Regions from separate parts of the Mus musculus genome. Here region 1 is linked to region 2. A link is a contact called in public Hi-C data. All regions are on one chromosome and are shown on one strand. Each heading gives the region's core, a stretch centred on a gene start, on an enhancer-like site or on the middle of the called end of the contact. The rest is flanking DNA. Distances are from core to core; before and after follow the strand shown.

Region 1 (5,808 bases), core at 1,640-4,139, 160 kb before region 2:
ACTCAGAAAGTGAGGCAGGAAGATGCCAGCTTTAAGACCAGTAAGTGTTACATAATGAGACTGTCTCAACCCCAAAATACCCACCAACAGTGGGCACTTAGCAGGCAGCTAGTTAATATATGCAGGCTCTTTTAACCTTGCAGGTTCCCACAGCCAGCAAAGGGAAACTGAGGCTCAGAGCATCAAATACCTTACCTCCAATTACAAAGCAGTAACTGGCAGAGAAAAGCATTTGAGTTTTAGATTTACTGGTTCCATAACCTGTGGCCAATATTAGTCTAACAAATATTCTCTAGGATATATTGCTTAAATACAAAGAACAAAAGCATACTGGACTCAATAGCCATGAATGTAAAAGATACACAGCTGGCTGTAAGAAACCGGCCACATCTACTTGCAAGAAAAGCCAGGAGCTCCGAGACTCGTTTGGAGAAACAGATTCATACCTCAATCTCCTCTACAATGTTCCTCAGGTCAGCCTGCTGGGAGAGGTGGGACGCTGTCTGCAGAGCCTGGACCGTTCTGGAAGGAAAAGAGTAGAACACTAGGTCTAAGATTTAATGCATAGGAAGGCATTCTCCTCTGTTTTGTAAACGACTTATGCTAGCCTGAAACGGCTTGTCAGTCGTCTGTCTATCTTATTCAAGGCTAAAGAAACACGTTTGTAAACTGTTGGGCAGACGCTGGAGCAACTTTCCTAAGACTAAGGCACACAAGGGGGAGACCTGGTGCTTAAGTTCCCTCCTGCGCTCCCAGCATCCTGACGCAAGGGCTGTAGGTGCAGGATAGAAGGGCACAGATTTAGTCTTCACCTAGTCTCATGTTCTTCTAACATGTATTTAGTGTTCTCTGTATGAGAATACATGTATAATACATACTTAATTCTTATGAGCAATGACTCTATACTACCTACATGTATCAGTCTTTACTCAATTTTTAAAACTTCATTGTTGTATTTTCGGAGGTGGCCTCAAACTTGCTGACGATGACCTTGAATTCCTGGTCCCCCTGCCTCACTTCCTGAGTCCTGGGATCACAGATGGATACCATTACCTGGTTTATGTAGTACTGGGAATTAAAATCCAGGACCTTAAGCATGCTGTGGAAGCATTCTACCCACTGCAGTCCTCCAACAGTATCCTATCAACCGAGCTGTATATCGAGCTCCTTACTCTCCAAAATTCAAAAGAAAGTGAATTCAGAGCTACTTACTAAAGTCATAACGTCCAACCACCATCCCTGTTCATGTAAGAACATTTCCCTGAGTTCCTGAGCAGGACTCTATTTGGAACTAAGGAACTTAAGCAGTTCCTCTCCATGGTGTCTACCTCAGCCATCTCCCAGCAACACAATTCTACACACTTGTTTGTTCTGGATAGTCTTGTAAATAAAGTCGCATAGTAGTCATCTTGTTGGGATAGTGCTGAGCATCAGTTTCTGGCTCTGGGGCATCCCAAGCAAGCATCCTACCACTGGGACAGAGCCCCTACTATGTGACCTTTTATCTTTGGCTTTTGAGGCTCATCCATACTGTGGCACATATCAGCCCTTCATTGTTGTAGTTTTTTGATTTCCGAGACAGGGTTTCTCTGTGTAGCCCTGGCTGTCCTGGAACTCACTCTGTAGACCAGGCTAGCCTTTAACTCAGAAATCCGCCTGCCTCTGCCTCCCACGTCCTGGGATTAAAGGCGTACACCACCATTGCCCGGTTCATTCTTCATTTTTTACTCACATATTTTTACTAAGAGGACATTCTAGGGGCTAGAGAGACGGTTCAACAGAGCACCGACTGTTCTTCTAGAGGTTCTGAGTTCACTTCCCAGTGGCTCCTAACCATCTGTAATGGGATCTGATGCCCTCTTCTAATGTACATCAACAGTGCCTGTGCACTCACACATAAAATCAAATGAAGAAGAAGAAGAGGAGGAGGAAGAGGAGGAGGAGGAGGAACATTTTTTAAAAAGTATTATTCTATAAGAAAAACATTTTGTTGGGTATGTTGGTACACTAATCTTTAATCACAGCCCTCAGGAGGCAGAGGCAGGTAGATGTCTGTGATTCAAGGCCATCCTGGGCTACATATCGAGGTCCAGGACAGCTAGGACTATATACTGTCTCCAAAAAAAAAGGAAAAAAAAGTTGTCCCCTGATTTCTACATGTGTGTCACAGGGCGCATTCCTCTCCCTCCACACACACACACACACACACACACACCCCTAAATAACAATAACAAGAAAACATTTTAAGGTGGAATGTGGCTATACTCATGTACTCATGTCATTTTTTAATTAGTTATTATTTTTTTCTGCATGCAGACTGTCTGGACGGAGAACATAACCAGTTCCCTAGGTAAAATGTGGGCAGCTGAGGCCCCCTGGTGGTCAAACGGTCTGCAACTTCAGCACTGATGCCTGAGCCCCTGTGTTTTTAAGTGTCAGGGAATGTAGAGCAAGAATCTGTCTTCTTGTGTTGAGAGCATAACAATTTAGATTCCCACCATGGAAAGCTAATTCTATTAAGATGACAAGTCAGAAAACAGAAGAGTCACAATGTAAGGAGAGAAGCCCCCTGAGAGTTCAGCCGCTCCTACAAGGCCTTTTGGGTTAGTTTCTATGGTACTGGGCCTTTTGGGTTGGTTTTTATGGTACTGGGTCTTGCAAACTAAGTGTTTTACCTTTGTTCACCACTTCCAGTCCCTAATCCCAACGTTCTGAAAGGAGGAGTTGGTACCATCAACCTGCTATGAACAAAAGCAACTGGGGGGGGAGGGGGTGGTTATCTGGCTTATACTTCCTTATCATAATTCATCATCAAAGGAGATCAGGCCAGGAACTCAAAACAGGCCAAGAACCGGAAGGAACAAAGTGAGTTCTAGGAGAGCAAGGGCTACACAGAGAAACCCCGTCTTGCAAAACCAACAGTAACAAACAAACACATGGACTGCTCCTGAGGAACAATACCTCGATTCACCTCTGCTCTCCATATCCATGCCCTCAAGAGCATCTGACACACAGGCATACACACTCTCATGTGTGGGGTAAATCATTTTATCACCTATGCCTTTTGCAGAGGACCAGAGTCAGATTTGCAGAATATATTATCCCCTGAGAACCCACCATGTGCCCACAATAGATGCAGCTTCTCACAGCACCCAAGAAGCCAGTAAGAGCCTGTTCTCCACAGAACCCTAGTGCCAACACTGCAGCAAACCTGGCCTAACCTCTCCACAAACTGCATGCAGCTCACAGCCCTCACTGTCCTTGCTCCAGCCTCCTGTCTATGTGGGATGGTGGGCTTACACTGCCTCAGTCCTTGGCCTCTGCCTGAACACCTTATGAACAGATATGTCTATGTGAATTCCACAAGGTCAAGGACTGGACCTTGCTGCCTTAATTCAAGTGCCAGTCCCTGGGACTGGGGAGACGACTCAGTTGGTCCGTGTCTGCCATGCAGGCGTGGTGAGTTCAGACTCCTAGCACCCATGGAAAAGATGGAGAAGGCAGTGTGTCTGTAACCCCAGCACTAGCAGAAAGACCCCTGGAGCTCATTAGCTAGCTTGTCTCAAAAAACAAGGTAGAATGCACATGCCTGTAATTCCAGCACTTGGGAGGCAGAGACAGGTAGATCTCTGTGAGTTCAAGGTCAGCCGGGACTGCACAGGGAGTTCTAGGATAGCCAGGTATAAATAGTGAAACCCTACCTAAAATTAGAAAAACAAAACAAAACCCAAGGTGGAAAGTGACTGAGGAAGATACCTGCTGTTAACCTCTGGCCTCCACTTGCAAATACAGCCCCAGCCCCTTGACCCCCTACCCCACAATCACAACAGTGTCTGCACATCTAGCAGAGCACCTGGCTCACAGCAGATGTCTAGAAATGTGCACTGCAGAAATGAAAAAGCATTCTCAGGTCAGTAACCAACACAAACAAACCTCAAAAAGTCTTCAAAGCGACAACTTACGCTAGCACAGTCTCTTCCTTGCCGAGGCGAGCGGTAAGGGCACCGAGGGCTTCATTGGATGCCAAGGGAAGCCCAAACCCGCTGAGTGCTGCAACTGCATGGTAGATCTGGGCAATGGGGGAGTCTTCACTCACTGCTGCCAGCAGGAGCTCTTTGGTCTCATTTGAAACAGATATCTAGGAAAGGAATGGCGGACACAGAGTTAGAAGAGGTTCCAGCAGTTTGTGAAAGGCATACCGACCGTGGTAAGAACACAGCTGCCAAGGCTACGTCCACGCAGCACCCAGAGTCAAGTGTTCATAATGTCAACACCACCTCTGCTCTGAGTGGGTTTTGTCAACTTGACACAAGCTATAGAGTTACCTGAGAAGACAGAACCCCAACTGAGGAAATGCCTCACTACGACTGGCCTATATCTATAGTCAAGTCCATAGACCATTTTCTTGATTAGAAATTGATGTGGGAGGGCCCAGCCCTTGTGGGTGGTGCCTCCTCTGGGCAGCCGGTCCTGGGGCATATGAGTGAGCAGGCTGAGCAGGCCACGAGGAACAAGCAGGTGAACAGCTATCCTCTACTGCCTCTTCCCCAGTTCCGGCCTAGAGTTCCCGCACTGACTACTCTCGATGATGAACTGTGACGTGGAAGTGTAAGCCAAATAACCGTCCCCAACCCCCTCCCACTCCAAGGTGCTTTGGGTCATGCCGTTTCATCACAGCAACAGAAATCTCCCAAAGGATAACAACACGCTGCTTGTCCACTTAAAGTAATCTACATCGACTGAATGATCGAGAATCTGAGGTGAGGATGCACGGAATGTTTTTAAAGGTTAAAGAAGGGAAAGACAACCTCAAAGCCTTCCATAAGAGAGAGAAGAACTGTAAGAAAAAGTGATCTAAAAACTATTACAGTGAACACTTAAAGGGAAATAGACTTTCTTATAGGACTAAAATTATGCAGATGGAATTCTATCCCACACTAACAGTTTGCCATTTTTAAAAATTACATTAACAACCTGACATTATGTCCCTTTTAAAAATGCTCTTTACTGCAAACAAACAAACAAATGGTAGTGTAGGAACCTGGGCTCACCTCACAGCCTGAGAGGACCTGGCTGGACTGGGCTGCATAGAAGAGAGAATCCACGTTGCTGGGATCAAGGTTGGACTTGATGAAGGTACACGCTTTCTAAACACGGGAGAAAGTCAAGGATAAGTGGTAACGTAATGCAGTAACTAGGAAAAGCGAAACTGTGGGGTGCAAAATGAAACCCCAAACCTTCTAGGAGACTTAAAGTGTGGACTGTCCTAGATTTAGTTCTTTTCAATAGTTACTTTTCATAGGGCACTATTACCCCAAACTACTGACTTCACACAAGAAACAAGGCTGAAGTGGGTAGAAACCACTTAACAAATGTCCTGCTCTGGCCATGACCTGTGCTGGATATCACAATGCTCTTCCATTCGATGAGCATAAGGCTCTCCAAGACAGCATCATTATCTCCTTTAGCAGAAAAAGGAACTGGGACGTAGTAGATAAGTGGCCCGTGGGAGATGGCAGAGTCATGTGTCCCCTAATGCCAAGTTTCTCAGTGCCATGGCTCTGAAGCCACATGAGACAAGTGACTTTAAAGGCACCTCTTCTTCCAGGCTTAGGCCCAAGCATCACCGTGCATCTAACCACCCAAACCAGGGCCAGGAATTGTGGCTGCCTCTTCCCGCCCCTGCAACCACCTAGCCTGCTTCCTTTCCACTGACCCCTGGCTCATCACTGCCTAGGGTAGGTCCATGTCATCTCTCACCTCATTGTTACAGCCCTCTTTTAACTGCTTCCAGGCATGCAATCTATT
Region 2 (5,844 bases), core at 1,867-4,366:
AGGAAGCTGCTGATTTGGCAGAACTCACAAATATAATTAGGTTTTACTTTCGGTTTCCCGTAGCTTTTGACACAAATAAGTCACCTAGATAAGATTTTAAAAGTATTGTATGGAAAGTATGGTATAGGCTGGGTTTGGCAGGTTACCTGCCTAGTATGTACAAAGACCTGGGTTTAATCCTTAGTAACTTTTTTTTTTTTTTTTTTTGATTTTCAAGACAGGGTGTAGCCCTGGCTGTCCCGGAACTCACTCTGTAGACCAGGCTGGCTTTGAACTGAGAAATCCACCTGTCTCTGCCTCCCAAGTGCTGGGATTAAAGATATGCGCAACCACTACCCGGCCTTAGTTAACTTTTTAAGTTTTGACCTCTGGAGGCCAACCTAGCTATGAGGCAAAATTCTCACGCACGCATGCACACACGCACACACATGTATGCCCAGGCATAATGGTACATCCCTTTATTCCTAGCACTTAGGAGACAGAGGCAAGTTGATTTCTGTTGAGTTTGAGGCCAGCCTGCTCTGCATGGATTTCAGGATAGCTAGAACAACATAGTGAGACCCTGTTTTATAAACCTAAACAAACAACTACATAAGGGAGGGAGGGAGGGAGGGAGGGAGGGAGGGAGGGAGGGAGGGAGGGAGGGAGGGAGGGAGGGAGGACTGGAGAGAGAGTTCTTTGTGTAGGAATGATTACTCCAATCTGGAGTTTAGATCACAGTACCCACATAACAAGATGAGTGTCACCTTTAAACACTAGTAGTCCCTTCTGAGGTGGGATGTTGACAGGAAGGGATCGCTGGCAATTACTGGCTTCCAACCTAGACAAATGCAAGCCCCAGGTTCAGCAAAGAGACCTTGTCTCAGAGTGTCAGGCAGATTGTGGTAAAGACACTCGATGCCTTCCATGTGTCCAGTCCTGGTGCACACATACAACACACATACAAATTAAATATATATTTAGTATATTTTAGATGATTTGTGATTTATACTTTATAAATATATACAATATCAAATATATGTGTCTGTATTTTTAAAATGGTGCATTTGTGTCCTAATACCTGAAAAACATTTGTTCTAAGACCCAAGCATGTAACTAAAATCTGATGCTTAAGTCCATTACATAAAATGACAGTTTGCATCTAACCTCTGTACACCCACATCTGTAAACTATACATCATCTCTGCATTACTTATAATACCACATGAAATGTAAATAGTTGTTGTACTGTATTTTTACATGTTATCTACAGTAATGTACAGAAGTGTTTACATGTTCAGTACAGATGTACTTTTTTTTTTCTGACTATTTTCCATTAATACCATAAATGAGGAACTGGTAGCTGTACAAGGCTGGCTATAGATCACATGGTTCACTACAGTAGGTTCTTAGTCCGTACAAGCTGAGCAAATTCTGATAGATTCAAACTGAAAGGCACAGGAAAATACATGCTATAAATATCTTGTTTACCTTTTCCTTTTCCAAGACAATAAAATCGCCGGCTCGTTTCTGCCCTTTTTGGATGAGGATCGTCTGGAAGATCTGGGAGTAAGGTAAGGATAAGGAGACGCATAGTGAGGCCAGACGCACTTCCTTCACTGTTCGGAAACAAAGCCCAAGAGCTTGGGGTTCACCCGTGCTCATTTCAGTACTGCGGCAGGCTTTAAAACAATCCCTTGCTTGCTGTTTCTGCTGTGCGGGGCTTGGGGTTAGTTTCTATTTCAAAGAGCTTTGCCAACAAGAGTTCATGAAGTTTGTAGTGACCAATTTTTTACTCTCAAATTCAGACTAATTGAATTATATGCACTAGAAATGTATAGGAATGAGCAGGGAAAACATTAGCAAGAAAAGTCAAAGTTACCGCCCTCTTTGTAGGTCTTAAGACTGTCTGAGGACTGGGGTGTGTCTTTGTGTATAAACTGTTAAAGAACATAATTGTCCCATGATAGCTTTGTACACACACATATGTATATATTTCTGTATGTGGCTGGAGGTTCTGGGGTCTGAGGTAGAGATGTCATTCTTTTAAAGATCTTAGCTGAGTGTTCAGTGTTTACGTGTGCTTTAAACGTGGTCTTTTCTCTCTTTCATAATTGACTGCAGTTAGTTCCGTGTTTGTGGTGACCGTGAACTAAGGGTAAAACCAAAGACTCATCCTGAGTTCTGTCAGATCCTGTGCTTTAGAACTTTGAGAGTGGAAGCAGCATCAGTAGAGGGTCTTCACTGCCTTAGAAACTTGCCTGGGTCACAGAGTTCAGGGCTTTTACTTGGCCTTTTTCTAACCCATCTTACCTGTCTCAGTCACCCATCAATAACCTTATTACCTGTGAACTGGTGGACTTTCTTCTTTTTTCCTCAAAGACCCAAACACCATTGATTTGTTTAGCGATGTTTATGGGAAGTACATTTGGTTCTAGGCACTCTTCTGGGAGTTAACAAGAGAGGCGAATCCAAAAGGAACACTACTTACTGTACAGTGGGTTTCTTGTACCCTGCCTTCTGCCTCTGAGATGGAGTCCATGGGGCTTTTTAGACTTGTGTTAGCCTGTACTGTAGCCACCTGTTGTTTGTTTAAGTTATCTAAAATTAGATTAAGTGAGGGCCAGAGATGTGGCTCGGAGGTTAGGAGCACTTCCTGTCCTAGAGGATCCCCAGGTCAGTTCCCAGCATCCACATCAGTCTCCTTGGCAGCCCGTGTGTGTAACTCTGTCTAGCTCTATGCCTAACACCCACCTCTGGCCTCCACAGAGGCCACTCATGGGCTCAGACCCACACGCAGACACATAATTGAAATCTTCTCATTGTGATGAATTTAAAATGTTTAGTTCTGGGGCTGGAGAGATGGCTCAGCCGTTAAGAGCACTGACTGCTCTTCGAAGGTCCTGACTTCAAATACCAGTAACCAGCAACCACATGTTGGCTTACAACCATCCATAAGGAGATCTGATGCCTTTTTCTGGGATGTCTGAAGATAGCAACAGTGTACTTACATATAATAAATAAATCTTTAAAAAAATGTTTAGTTTTTATGATACTATCTACATATCTACATATGCATAGGCATGCGTGCTGTCGACCTCACACAAGGCTGAGCAAGACCCACCTGCCTCTCTGCCTCCCAAGTACTGGGATGAAAGCCCTTTGCTGCCACCGCCTGGCTTATTTCTTCTTTCATCTTTCCCAGTCCCCCAACTGCTGTTTCCAGGCTCTATGCTCCCAAATAAATTTCCTGTATCTAAGCTCTTGCTCTGGACTCTGAGTTTTATGTGGCATCCTGTTTAGACAAACACTTTTTGTATTTCTTCAATTTTTGATTAAATGCCGATTTCTGAAGGTTTTTCCAGAAAGTAAACATTGTTATATTAAAAATGCATATGATGATGGCTCATCCTGTAATCCTGGTACTTGGGAGGACGGTGTGAGTTCCAGGTCAGCCTGAGCTACACACTAAGTTCTGGGCCAGCTTAGGCTATGGGGATCGCACACACGCACACGCGCACACACACACACTTTCTAAGGTGTATTAATTTTGTTCCTTTTTAATTTATCTGCTTAATAATGTCTCTGTACATTCTGAAAAAAATCCCTCCTAGATTTTGTTATTGCTGTGGATTTCAGTACAACAGAGGCCAATTGTGATACTTCAGTCTTCAGTCACCTAAGACTTTTAGCAAAAGTTTTTTTCAACCGGATTACATAGTAGCTCAGTCAGGGATACTAATGCCTTCCTCCTGCTGTTTGTGTTAACATTTCAGACAGGTGTGTTTATTATGCTTGACCAATGAGCAGTTACAAATGGAGCCGGATGTTATAAGATTCTGAGGGGTCCAAGTCCAATTTCCATGAGATTATGTCCCGAGCTGTAACATTGTAGATAGTGGAAGGTGAAGTACTAAGTTAACCCTTCCTAGATACTAGTTCATGCTTGGGTGATAACTCAGCAGAAGCCTGGGTGGACCTTCTTGGTTCAGAAGGAACTTCTTGCAAGCAGGTGCAACAAAGCACCAAACTAGATCACTCCAGAGGTAGGAAGACAGTTTACTGGGGGACAGATTGCTGGGCTGCGTCTGAGAGGAGAGAGCAGCAGGCAGCCTGGCAGGAAAGCGAGTGGGTTTCATATGAGCGTCTGAAGGGCGTGGTCCTTGAGCTGATGCAGACCTCTTCTGCTTTAGTGGGAACTAGACACACTTTGCCCCCATCAGCTGACCATCAGAGACAGAGATGGAAAGTAGTGACTCTCATGACAAACAGAAACCCACACTGAGAATTCTGAGGAATGTGGAGTTGAGCTTTCTTTTTAAGAATCTGGCCTGGGCCATCATTCTAGGACTTTGTCAGCAGCATTGACATTTCGGGGCCTTCTTCGTGACCTAGCACTCCTTATGGGAACAAAGAAAGTTTCTAGGAGTGCGTTTGAGTTCCTGACTGATTGTTCCTTCTAAGCTGCTCTTTCTTTTTATTGGTGCAGCTGCTTTAGAACTGCCCATGTGCTCCCAGGACACCTGGGATACTTATTTATCAAGGATTGATATATCTATTTACATTGTTTCAATTTTAGTTCCTTGGAGGAGAGGAAGAAGATGATAGAATGTATCCAGCAGCTGAGTCAGTCTCGGATTGATCTAATGAAGGTGAGGAGTGAGTGTATGAACGCATTTACTGTACATAATGTAATGAGGGTGCGAGGAATCTATATGAACAGCATTTGCGTGGTATAAACGGGAGATGATACTGTATTGTAACTGAAAACTTTGATTTGATTGCAGTCTCTAACACTCTGAAACTTCCAGACCCCAGTTAATTGCTTTCTTTTATCGGTTGCCTTTGTCATAGCAATAGAACAGTAATTAGGACAAACTCCAGCAGTCAGGTGTACTGTTATATACCTTTAGTCCCAGCATTTGGAAGGCAGAACTGGGTAGATCTTTGAATTTGAGGCCAGCCTGGTCTACAGAGAGAGTTCTAGGACAAGGCTACACAGAGAAACCTGTGTCTTAGGGTGTCATTGCTGTGAAGAGACACCATGACCATGGTAACTCTTATAAAGGAAGCATTTACTTGGAGCTGGCCTACAGTTTCCAAGGTTTAGTCCATTATTGTCATGGGGGATGGTATGCAGGCAAACAGGGTGCTGGAGAGGGAGTTGAGAGTTCTACACCTTGACCCTTGACAGCAGAAGGAGACTGTGTGTCATACTGCCTATAGCTTGAGCATATGTGAGACCTCAAAATCCACCCTCATAGTAACACGCTTCCTCCACCAAAGTTACACCTACTTCATTAAGGCCACACCTATTAGTGCCAGTCCCTATGGGCCAAGCATTTCAACACATGAGTCTATGGAGACCATTTCTATTCAAACTACATCCTGTCTCAAAACAAACAAACAAAACTTTGATTTATGATACCATGTAAAGTTTGTGCCTGTGTGTGTGTGTGTGTGTGTGTGTGTGTGCACATGTATGTACAAGTACAATAGCCCAAGTGTGGTCACAAGACAAGTTTTGGGAGTCAGTTTTCTCCCTCCACTATGTAGATGCTAGAAATAGAACTTAGGTCATGAGGCTTGGCTTTAAATGTCTTTACCCACTGAGCCTGAAGTTTGCTGTGTAGACCATGCTGGCCTCCAGCTCACAGAGATCCACGTGACTCTGCCTCCCAAGTGCAGGGATTAAAGACACATACCACACATCCAGCAAGTTTTCATTTCATTAATTAAATGTTTTTAAGTGTTTTGCCTACATGCATATCTGTTGACCAGTTTTATACAGGATGCCCAGGGAGGCCAGAAGAAGGCATCAGATCCTCTGGGACCGTAGTTAGAGATGGTTGTGAGCTCATGTGGC

Evidence for each region. A called contact is a pair of places that touch in the nucleus more often than the background predicts.
Region 1: a contact with region 2 is called in a Hi-C map of the G1E-ER4 cell line, with 3 times the contacts expected there. The contact joins two enhancer-like sites. A contact is called at or near these places in 10 of 39 promoter capture datasets (the 3T3-L1 cell line, embryonic stem cells, fetal liver and 5 more), 1 of 15 datasets of contacts at CTCF or cohesin (pro-B cells), 20 of 484 Hi-C or Micro-C datasets (CD4 T cells, the G1E-ER4 cell line, the HPC-7 cell line and 9 more), 3 of 115 datasets of contacts at active chromatin or transcription factors (the 230-238 cell line, the HPC-7 cell line and embryonic stem cells) and 3 of 9 other capture datasets (adipose tissue, embryonic stem cells and liver).

The regions. Positions count from the first base shown.
Region 1 is chr2:157,288,867-157,294,674 of GRCm38.p6, reverse strand. It overlaps Rpn2 (ribophorin II), which reads right to left. Exons shown (of 17, transcript NM_019642.4): 3 at 5,052-5,147; 4 at 3,963-4,138; 5 at 447-522. Among named protein-coding and RNA genes, the nearest start is that of Mroh8, 12 kb to the right of the region's middle. Within about 2 kb of position 2,889, at least 5 of the 459 cell types and tissues checked have an H3K27ac peak or open chromatin away from gene starts, as enhancers often do. A contact at or near this core is called in the G1E-ER4 cell line, where this site is marked.
Region 2 is chr2:157,125,558-157,131,401 of GRCm38.p6, reverse strand. Samhd1 (SAM domain and HD domain, 1) reads left to right here. Exons shown (of 16, transcript NM_018851.4): 2 at 1,486-1,552; 3 at 4,558-4,630. Among named protein-coding and RNA genes, the nearest start is that of Samhd1, 6.6 kb to the left of the region's middle. Within about 2 kb of position 3,116, at least 66 of the 459 cell types and tissues checked have an H3K27ac peak or open chromatin away from gene starts, as enhancers often do. A contact at or near this core is called in the G1E-ER4 cell line, where this site is marked.